Regions from separate parts of the Gossypium hirsutum genome. Here region 2 is linked to region 1. The links are chromatin contacts, called in public Hi-C maps. All regions are on one chromosome and are shown on one strand. Each heading gives the region's core, a stretch centred on a gene start, on an enhancer-like site or on the middle of the called end of the contact. The rest is flanking DNA. Distances are from core to core; before and after follow the strand shown.

Region 1 (6,152 bases), core at 2,396-4,895:
GTAGGAGGAATTTGATGGCAAGCTAATTTTATGTGTTTAATGTACCTAATTTTTGTCAATTTTTAAATAGACTACTACTAAGTTGGTGATTTCTTGCTTAAATTTTATTAGGGACGCAATTGAAGAGCCGAAGTTCAAAAATAAGCAAAATCGAGCTAAATTGGTACAAAAAGCAATATGAGGGACTGTATTGAAAGTTGCAGAATTATTTTTGGGTTGAGAAAAAATATCAGATTTTTTTTACTTTGACAATATCCTATATTTAGAAATAAAAAATATATGATTTTTTGTATGGTTGTCGAACATGATTCTAGGAGAAAATCATGTGAAATTGACTCTTTGAAATGTGTATATAAAGGCTTGTAATTGTGACATGGAAACAGACTGGAATTGAGATAGCAATTTGCATATTCTTGTGTCAAACATTCTGTCATTTCTTTCTTCCTTTTATACTTTGGTGCAATTGCTCTTTTAGTCCCCTCAATTCTCCACCTATTATTTTCCATTAAAATCCACTCTTACAAACCAATCAAGTCGGATTAATTTCATGCTCGACTAATCTCCATTTAGCTTTGGGCCGGTTATCATTTCGATCGAAAATCGTAAGAAATGAACTCACACTAAAAACCTTACAACACGTATTCATTATCTCTCCGGGATATGGGATAATCACAATTGTCACTTAAAGTTAATTGAATTTCAATTCAAAAAGTATGCATTGGATTGGAGTTTTTGGCGCACAGTTGGGAAAATGAGTCGGTCGTTTGCTGCATTCTGGTTCCCGCGAAAAAATTGGCGTGTCCAGGTGGGAAAATCCCTGTTGGATTCCATTAAAGGAGATAGTGTTCGAATTTAAAGGACCCACACGGTTGAGGCCGTTAATTCGAGTTGAGCTCTTCTAGATCGTAAGGCTGCTGAGATCTTAAATTGCGAACGCGTGTTACGTGGTTAGATAGTTGGCAAGGGTTAGTTTGCAGGGCGTATCAGAGTCAACTACATAAGGATGATTTGGCTGTTAAGGCGTCATTGATCGATATAACCAACTTATCGTTTGGAAAGAAATTTTCACTTTTAAGGATCGACTTCTGGAATATTCCGAGTCTAAGGTTAAGAATTTGCATATTTGATTTCCTAATTTAATCTCAGTTATTTAATTTTATTTTAGAATTATAATTCAATTATTATTTCCTTCTATTCATTTTTATATTTTTAACCTAATCAACTAAAACCTCCATTAATTTATTTTCAGCTCAACACGTTACAAGTTGTAGGCACAACAGATGCTACGACTTTGGAATCTAGTCACAATAAAAATGATATTAGAAATCATAGTCCATGTGAGATCAACCCTGTTTCTCAAAACTACTGATTAATTCAGTTAGAGCGTAGAAATTTATATTCGGTGGTCTTAATAGCCATCAATAAGTGAAAACAATCACTCAATTTAAGTAAAAAGTCACATGATTTTGTTATTTATCAAAACTAGTTAATATCTTATTATTTCAAATTCATGTGATATTTGAATTTTCACACCAATTTCAAGCAACCGAAACTCACATTTGTATTAATTTAAATAGATATAAATTTTAATATAATATCTATTAACAAATGATTGGATGCATTAGTAAAGCACATTGCACTTTCAAAGAAAAAACATAAGTTCAAATCTTGAAAACAATATTATTAATTGAAGCAGACATAAATTTCGAACATGAGCCGTAAAAACAAACATTGAAAATACAAAAAAAAAAGATATAAGATCTCAACTCGTCTTTTTTTAAGTCTGAAGTCCAAAACACAATTTCATAACCTCCCAATAAAATGGGCCGATATTGCAAGGTTTAGCATTTTGTAGGACCTTATTTTTGTAATCCTTACGCATGAAAGCTTCTTGATACAAACCAACTTAAATATAACCCATGTATTTTTAGGCTTGGGCAGCTTGAATTGTTTGACTTTTCATTGATTTTTTCTTCTTGTTAGAGTTCTTAAAATCTCTATAATGATGTATTGAAATGGTGTTAAAAAGTAAATTAATCACTAATTTAATCAACAAAAATTACTTAAAACTTTTAAAATATACTAAGTGAATGAAACTTTATATATGAAAGTAGTATTTTGAAGACAATAGTAAAGTTGAACGGGAGTGATAGTTTTTCAAAACTGTAGGATCTTGAAATAAAATTTTAAATGAACTATTTTTGTTTATTAAGTATATGTTTTCTTTTTCCTAACTAAGCAAGTGGTTGTTGTCACTTTACTCCTACCCATCATTTTTCTTAAAAAAGGTTATTTTTTTGTAGATGGTGAACTCTTTTATAAAAATAGGAAGTAGTCGCTGCCACAAGATCAGTCAAACTAGAACCCAGTACAGTAGTTGCTAAGGAGGATCGAGACGGGCGGTGCATCAATGATAAGGATTTTTTTTTTATATAAAACTACGCAATATTACTTTTTTTTTTCATCAATTGATTTCTTCATCTAGGGGCTGGGCAATGTAAAACTATTATTTTAGCTTTTAGTTGTTTTAAAATTTAAATTACTAAAAATAAAATTTTACTTTGATGTCCTAAAATTATAAAAATTTAATTTAATCCTTTAAGAATTTTAAAAATATAAACTATAAAAAATTAAATTTTTATTTGACCCTTTAAAAAATTATTCTAGCTTCATCCATATTCTTTAATCCACTTTCCGTCCTTTAAAACTTGAATGTTTCAATATTATATTTATTGCTATTTTATTTTTATGTTTAAAATTAAGATATTATGTAATTAAGTGTATTTTGTCCTTTTTACTTAAAATATATAAAAAAATTAATCCTTATATTTAGATTAAACAAAAAACTCCTCATTTAAAATAAAATTTCATCCATTTTTACTATTAATATTTAAATAAAGAATCGTAATATATCATATATATCTCATATTAACGTGAAAAGATTAATTCAAACAAAATGAATAGAATTTTTAATAAAATTATTAATTTACTTTTTTTATGAAATAATTTATTTATTTTTTAAAATAAACAAAATAAAATACGATTCTAATTCTAATTCTAATACAAACAACGCAAATCATATGTTGATTTGTATATATAATATATCCTTTGTATTTGGTCACATTCCCAATACGGTAATTGAGTGAGTGCCCTCCTTTCCTATAAATCACATGTGACTCTGCCATCACCCATGTTCACCACTCAAGAATCCAAGGCGCACCCCAACTATTTCCGTTAAGGCTCTCAACACACACTCTTACAATATACAGAATTGTGTTATGGGCTCTTATGGATGAAGCTCATGATATAATAACAAATGATTTCATTGAGCACCTCCCATCTCGCACCCAGAAAGACATGTTAGTGACCTAACCAACTGGGCTTAATTTGTTTTTTCTTTTAATTCCCAAAACTATAAGAACTTTCTTGATTCCTGAAACGGGTACAGAATAAAGTTGTGCGTTAGTTTGAATCACATGGTCATGGGGGGAAAGAAAACATTGAACAACAAACAACTAGCCGAAACCTTGTAGGCAGATTAGAATATGACAGTAAAGCAATGCGTCTCTGACTTCAACGCCGTGCAAATGACAGCCATGAATTTGGACTAGGATAACGACACACTTGAAACTGCACATGGCATCGCACTTCATTTCATATCTATTTTCAAAATTAGAGGAGAAGCCAAATCTAATATTATGGTGCATGTGAAATCTGCTCCTACGATAACTTATCTGCCAATATGATACAACCCAGAAAAACGATAGGACGGCTCAACTTTTTTGCTTTTTTTATTGGATACGGCTATCATCAAAACCCACTTTCTATTTTTCTTTTCTTTTTTTCAATTACCAATTCCGCCTTTTCCTTTAAATAATTATAAATACCAACAATGAATTTATTGTTTTATAACCATTTAGCTAAAAAAATATAATGATAAATTTAGTTCTTAATATTTATATTTTTTTGTCAATTTGGCTCATTTTTTTTAGTTAAATTTGGTCATTGGGAGTCAAATTATTTTTCTTTAACAAAAACGCTAATTAAACATTTATTTTTAACAATGTTAACTTGGCAACCTACATATCAATTCACGTCCACTTCATACGAACATAGTACTATTTGTCTTGATGTCACATTAACAGTAATTTACAATTTATAAAAAAACTCAAAAAAATTATAAAAAGCTCATAAAAATTCAAAACAATTAGCATGAAGTACATGTGGATTGTCATGTAGACTGTCATGTTTAAAATTTTAATATTTTAGTTAGTATTTCTATTAAAAAATCAATTCGACTCTTTTTGCAAAAGGTAGATGAACAAAATTGGATATTTTAAAAGGTTGAGGGTCAAATTTAATTAAAATAAAAAAAAAGTAAAAATTAAGTGTGTGCTTGATTGGATGAAAAAGTGGATGGATGGGAGGAGTGAATGGAAAAGCGGAAAGAAAATAAATTTTGAACGTGTTTGGTTGAGAAGAAAAGTGAGAGAAAAGAAAACAAGAAAGATGATCATTTTTCATCCTGATGCATAAAAATCAATTCTTCCAAATTGAAATGATGAGAGGAGAGAAAATAAGAGAGATATGCATGTTAATTCAAAATTATGTATTTTTCAAATGTTTTATTTTCTTTTCTTTCATTTTTCAACTCTACCATTTCTTTCCAATTTTCTATCTCTCCTACTAAGCATAGCTACGAAAAAAAATATATGTTTTCCATCCATTTAATTTTCTACCCTTACAAATTTTCACCATTCTAATTTTCTTTCTATCCTACTGACCAAAGTTTTAGGGCTAAAGTCAACATTATCCCTAAAAAAACACCAACAAAAGAAATGTTCCCTTTTGTTTTAGGAATATTATAAAAAATTAGAAATTTATAATACAATTCAAATAATTATAATTAAAATCAATCATTAGAAAATATACAATATATCTAAAATAAGACCATTCTGGCACAACATAAAACTTAAAACTAAAATAAAATGTAGTGAAAATGCGAATGGTTTATATGGGACAAAATTTCAACGTGAGATCTTTCCTACCAACTAACAATTATCAATGAACTCAACTAATTACTTGTGTATTATTATTTAAATTTTTGTTTACATCTAATCTCAAAGCTTTAATCACAATAATTTTTTCAAACTTTTATACCCAATGAAATGTTATATTAGGGCAACCAATCGATTGATTAATTCATATGATTTTACTTTTAACATGGGTGGATTCAAACTTTATTTTAGATTACAATTTACAAAATAAACATCTGATTCTCACATTTCGTCTTAAATTAATTATTTTTTATATTAAATTATAAAGTAAAAATTTAAATGTTAATTTTTTAAAAGATATAAACTCTCTACTTTTTGAATTTAATATTTTATGTCTAATTGTTATTACTGTTAAAATTCTTCTATCATTCACTTGTGTGACATTTTGAAATGGGTTGATAATTTGTTTGTATCCAACTATGGAGTAAAGATTTGAAGGTTAAAATATGATTTAAGTCCCTATATACTTCATATATTTGAAATTTAGTCTCTTTATTTTAATTTTCAAGAATTTAGTTCATTTACTTTTCAAAACTAAAAATGCAAGTTCAATTGTTATCACCATTAAAATTCTTTAATTAAATTCAATAGTGTGACCTTTTTTAAAAAAAATCGCTTAGTAATAATGTAATAAAAAATTATGTTGAAAATAATTATGTGATTTTTTTCTCTTAAAAACATGCATTTGAACTCGTTATGATAGAATAATTTTTTTTTGGAATAGTGCTCTTAAAAAAAATGGCTACAACATTGTAATTGAAATAATTAACAATATTAACTATTTAGACTAATTAATGACATTATAAAAGTAGGACTAAATTATGTCAAAATTAAAGTATATAGATTTAATCCAAGTTTTAGCATAGTAAAGGGGTCAAAATTGAAATTTTACTATTGTCTTATAAAGTTAAAAAATGTGCCTATCTCTAATATTCAAATTATATATAACCATGTAACATTTTAATAAAAAATTTAACTATATTAATTATTTGAACTAATTAATAATATTATGAAAATATAGGACTAAATTATGTTAGATATTAAAGTATAATGATTAAATTTAAAATTTAAGTATAATAGAAGACTAAAACTGAA
Region 2 (5,775 bases), core at 715-3,214, 64 kb after region 1:
ATTCTTGGTAAGTGTATTATTCATTTAGTAAAGATTTGATATTATTCTCTTTTCATGAAGAGGTAAGTGGGTGAGTTGACTGTTTGTATTGAATTGGTTCTGATAAGTTTCTGTGAATTTATTAGTTGTGGAGTGGAGACTTTGCCAGCGAGCTAAGTATGGTTTAGGGCTGCTGTTATTTGCAAGGGTAAGTGACCAACTCAGTTGTGTGCATTCTTTGAAGTCGGCTAGGTGTAGTAGCCACCTTATGCGTACCAAAATTTGAGATTTATCGGGCATTAAAATGCCCCCCATTAACCTTAGGATGAATGCTTGGGCACATTGTTCTTTGACGATGTTGGTCGCGTTTGGAGGAAGCTCTTTGAAATTGGTTTCTGACCAATTCATCTATATTCAGCCACCTTGAAACTTGTTTAGGACCTTCCCCAAAAATGCCTCACAAAGGTCCTCTTTAACGGGAATGATCGCTGACCTCGTGATGATTGACCTATCCACCGATAAATCGAGTTACAAAGCTATGTCCTCGAGTGTGATTGTACACTCGCCGCATAAAAGATGGAAAGCGTGTGTCTTGAGCCTCCATCTTTCCACCAACGCGCTGATGAGCGTAGGATCAAGTTTGCAGCCCCTGAGCATACGAGATGCATGCAAGAATCTCGTGTTTTGCAAGTAACCATAAATTTTGGTGATTGGTCCTTTTGACAAATTGTGTATAAACCCCTCCAAAACACGATCATTCGCCTATTTATATCGACAAAAAAATATTTTAAAATATTTTAAAAAATAAGAAACTTTAAATTTAACTTAATTGAAAATAAAAAAATTTAAAATTTCGTCTTACCATTATTGCTTGAGCGACGAAAATGTACTTTTCTTCGAAACGAATCAGAAATGTTGTCATTCTTGAAAATTTAATCAAATGAATAAAATATGAAATCATTAAAAAATAATATTTTTAAACAAGCGTATCGGAAAATTTAGAACAAAACTTGAGAAAATTGAGAGAATTAAGAGCCTGTTTAGTAGTGCTTAAAAAAAGCACTTCTAGCTCTAAAAGCACTTTTGTAGAAAAGTTGTGCTAAACAAACTGTTTTTGACTGAATTTTTTGGCTTTTCAGGAGAAGTTAAAATTTTTAGCTTTTCCTTTCCCAAAAGCAATTTTGGTGCTTAAATACTTTTTCACCCCTCTAATAACATAGTACTTTCCCTTTTTTTCCTTCTTAGTGCTTAATTACAAATGTGTTAAAATCATTAATTAAAAATAAAAAATATTTTTTAAAATATTAATTACAAATATTTAATGATTATACTTAAATATTCAAAATATAATTTATATATTTAATTAAATTTTATAAATAATTAATATTTATTGCTTAAAAATATTTAAAATTTATATTTCATATATTAAAATATTAACAGCAAATTATAATAAATTTTATATTCTTACAAAAATATAATAATGTTAAATTAATTTAAACATTATTTAAATACATATTTGTTACTTGATAATAACATGTCTAAAATGGACATTTTATTTCTCAAAAGTATTTTTTGACAGTAATGCTAAATACTCAAAATTTAAACTAAACTTTTCAAAAGTACTTTTCCATAACATTTTTCAAAAGTATTGCTAAACTAGCCCTAATAAAGTTGAAAGAATTGAGAGAGTTAGATTTGAGTGAAAAAAATTAAAATTGTATAGTATTTGTAGAAAAAAATGACCGTTGGAGCACTTTAAATCTTTTTACCATTGCCAGCCAACGTTTAAAAAATCGTTAGAATTGACTTTTGACGAACGAGTTTTTTATATAATTAATAAGAAAACACATTTAACTAAGCGTGTTTTCCCTTTCTCTTTTAAAGAACGACCTATTTCCTTAAGTTAGAAAAAATACCTAAAAAGGCAAATAAAACAAATTGACATATATGACTAATGGAAAAATCTTCAAAGAAACTTTATTTATAAAAATAAAACAAATTGAATATTATTGTTGTAGAAAGAAAGAGGAGGGGAATATGGCGGTCGCGAATGAATAGGTGGCTTGGTGGACAAGGAGGGATGAACGCGTAAATATGCCCAAATGCTAACTCTACACGGAAACAACAACTTCCGTATATATATACATTGCAACCCTACGGCAGAAGAGAAAGAAAGAAACCCTTTTCCTGCCTCCCCTCTATAAGGCTAATATACCACCTCAACCTGAATTACTCTAATCCTTTTCCTTGTTTTGTTCCTCTATTAAATACCCCCAAACGCTTCCCACACCTTCTACCTACAATCACTAAAATTCCTCTCCTTTTTTCGTCGAAATCTGCGTCCCAGAACTTCTTTTTTCTGGCTCTTTTCCCCTTTTTGTTGGAATCAAACCATTGATCTTTTGGTATTTTTGTGAATGGTGGAAACAATTTGGAGCTGTAGTATATTGATGCTCTCCCCTTGCAAATCGAGGGCGAGCACTCTCCTTCCTCTTTCTGCTGCTTCTGCTTTCGCATTCGGTTCTTGCAAAGAAGGCTGGTACTACCGCTGCCTTGGCCTTGACCCATAAACAACCCCACCTCAATACCTCTATTCCTTTCCACCAATAACCCAGATTTGTTTTTTTTTTGTTATACGCCCCACAAAATAACAAAACAAACCCATTGTTTCTCTTTTCGCGGTTGTTGGTGAATTGTTCATTCATCTGTTTTTGGTTTTGATTCCTTTTCATTTTGAATTTTGAACAAAAAAAATTTGAAAGAATGTTGCTTTACAAGCAGAAGAAGAACCAGGGTCCCAAGGGCAACAGGCTCCTGATTAGCGTCACTGTTCTCGGAAGTGCTGGGCCGATCCGTTTTGTTGTTAACGAGGAAGAGCTCGTTGCTGCCGTCATTGATACTGCTTTGAAATCCTACGCTCGTGAGGGTCGGCTTCCCGTTCTCGGATCCAATCTTAATGATTTCCTCCTTTATTGCCCCAGTGCTGGATCAGATGGTATGTCGGTTTTCATTTCAATCTTTAAAGATTAAAAAATTTCCAGGATTTGCTTATTTGATGTTAAATGGTGTTTTATTTGGGAAAAATTAGTAGTATTCATGATTTTGGGTGTTTGGTATGTTTTTTCATTGCAGCACTAAGTCCATGGGAGACAATTGGATCACAAGGGGCAAGGAATTTCATGCTGTGCAAGAAGCCAAGGACTGAGAAAGTGAAAGACGACGGGAAGGCAGCTGAATCAATTAATAGGAAGGCAAGTGGGAATTGGAAGGCATGGTTTAATAAATCCCTCAATCTCAAGATTTCCTCCCATTAATTAAACAATTCCCAACCCTTTATGATCCTTTATTTCTTGGGTTAGCTTTACTTATAAATAAAGCCTTGGAAGTTAGTCTATTATCATTGATGGCCATGGTAGAGTATTGCTTATGTTTTTCACCTTATTTCTCATTTAGGTGAGAAAAGACCTGCAGGAATAAATTTGAACTTGTTTTTCAGTATTTTGCCTTATGCAATAAGAATGAAGAGAACATTCATGGTGTGCTTGATTTTCCATTTCTGTCTTTGAAGTGTTGCGTTCTATTGTTGAATGGCTTTTGATGGATGATTCTATTAATTTCATACCCTACGTAAGGTTTGGCTTACACCCAGTGTTCAAAAAGTTGTTCTGAATTGTCCATAAACATGTATTTTCGGTAGCTTATATCCATTGCTTGAAATGTTCTTCTGACTTGCCCTTAATATTACAAGTTGCTTTCAAGGATTTTGATTTGGTAATTGGATATGGCTAGAAATATATAGGACATGATGGATGGACTGAATCATTCAGATTTATGACCAATTTAAGAATTTTATTCAACATTATCGCCTGATGGATGCTTATTCTTAGGAATTGATTCTTTTTATTGAACTTAAGACCCAAAATCAAACCACTTGAGATTAATTAACAGTGTATTATTGAGGAGCTGGTTGTGTGGCACTTTCTGAAGGATCTTTTGAATAATTAGATGTTCGGTGAGGCGAAATAAGCGGCTAATCTTCCGTTATAATTATCGACTTTAAAGGAGTAGGTCTTTGTCCTTGCACAACCCTTTTTCTCCTCTTTCAAACTTAAAAAGGCTACTTTGGGTGGGAGCACAAATGGGCTCAAAATCTTGTCAATATGTAAGAAATATGGACTAGGGTCTACTTTCTTTTGTTCAATACATGTTTGGTCTCACGTCGTTAGTTGAAATATACAACTTGGTTTTGTATATGTGCAAGGTAACCTCATGGTTTTTGGCAGATCTTTCCCCTAATCATTTTATTTATGCATAAATAATCGTGCTAAATCACTATTTAGGTTTGAACTTTGCCATTGTTCTCACAGCTTTTAAGTACTAATTTGGATTAAAAAAATTCAATATGAAAATAATTGTTAAATTCAATATTGAAGTGAGAAAAGTTTTCATGAGCTGGGATTAAGAAACGGGGTCCATGCTAGCATGAATGAATTTGGTGAAGCCTTTCAACCAATATTGAACACTAGTTGTAAGGTGGCACGTTTTATATTTTAGCATTTGGACAAGTTGCCAAAAAAGAAGAGAGATGATAATTGTCCCCATCGCACACTGTTGGGGGTTATCATATAGCTACGGCCAGCAGGGTCTCCCTTTCCATCTTCTTTCCTTTTCCATACAGTCGTTTTCAAGAAAAGCAAATGGAGCGTGGCTGGTCAGTTGCCTTCAATGTGCATCTATACATTAATATCTATCGTAGATTTTCTTCTAATAACGTGGAGCCTACACAAAAATGCTTGGAGAATCAAATGGAATGGAAGTTTTCAGAAGTTATGTTGACCATCCTTCCAAAACTGGATGGGTGTGTTCAATATCAAATTCTCTTCAAGTCCAGCATGGCAAGCTTCCTTTTAAGCAATATGCTTTTCTATCCCAAAAGTCCATTTAAAGCTTACTAGTGGGACTTAGTCAAATATAATATAAAAAATTTCGTTGGTGTAAGCCCACTTGTGAAAACCAACCATCACAGGCCGCTGTTTCGGCCTAAGCCCACACCTTCTTGCAAACCAAAATCAAACAAATGTTAATTTGAAACAATCCAAGTACAAGTGAAAAGGCATATGCATTAACCAATATTTAACATAAAACATTAGTCAAATATGTGCTATCACTACATAATTTTAGATATTATTGATTTGAATGTTACTTACAAATGCGCTCATTATAAAGATTTTTAAATCATGTTTCGAAATTTACGATTGTTCCTTTTAATAATGTTATTTTTAATGTTTGATCCCGCATTTTCTCTTTTAAGAATATTACTCAACATTTATTAGTATACATACACTACACTATCATACAAACTTTAGCTTTTTAAATTCAAAATAGAAAAGGACAAACAAAACCAACACAATCCAATGAACACTCTTAAATTTGAAATTGTTCAAATCCTTCAAAAACAAGGATTAGCCCTTATCGGTTTTTGGAGAGCACACTAAGGTTGTGGGATTTTTAAGTGTTTATATTGGAGACTATCATGTTTAATTTAAACTTAGAGTTTTGTTTTAATTAAATTAATCTGAATTTGAATTAATAATTTAATTAAGTGTTTATAATGTTTAATTTTATTAAAATTGAACTTCACAATAATAAACTTTATAAAAGTAACATATTTTTATTTATGTCTTATTTAGTTGATTAGTGAGAAAAAATTATTTAATATATCTATATAATGTAAAAAAGCACATGTTTATTTTTGAAGAAATAAAAATATTATATTACCATTTTAACATTAGAAAA

The links. Hi-C and Micro-C count contacts between places; a contact is called where the count stands out from the background.
Region 2: a Hi-C map of leaf shows a contact between it and region 1, with 2.3 times the contacts expected there. The contact joins the promoter of LOC107918216 here to the enhancer-like site in region 1. A contact is called at or near these places in 7 of 34 Hi-C or Micro-C datasets (anther, cotyledon, leaf and 1 more).

The regions. Positions count from the first base shown.
Region 1 is chrA01:89,806,821-89,812,972 of Gossypium_hirsutum_v2.1, forward strand. No RefSeq gene overlaps it. Among protein-coding and RNA genes, the nearest start is that of LOC121228148, 27 kb to the left of the region's middle. Within about 2 kb of position 3,646, at least 2 of the 9 cell types and tissues checked have an H3K27ac peak or open chromatin away from gene starts, as enhancers often do. A contact at or near this core is called in leaf, where this site is marked.
Region 2 is chrA01:89,872,150-89,877,924 of Gossypium_hirsutum_v2.1, forward strand. LOC107918216 reads left to right here and starts at 1,965. Exons shown (of 2, transcript XM_016847756.2): 1 at 1,965-2,974; 2 at 3,112-3,532. The coding sequence starts at 2,743. The coding sequence ends at 3,293.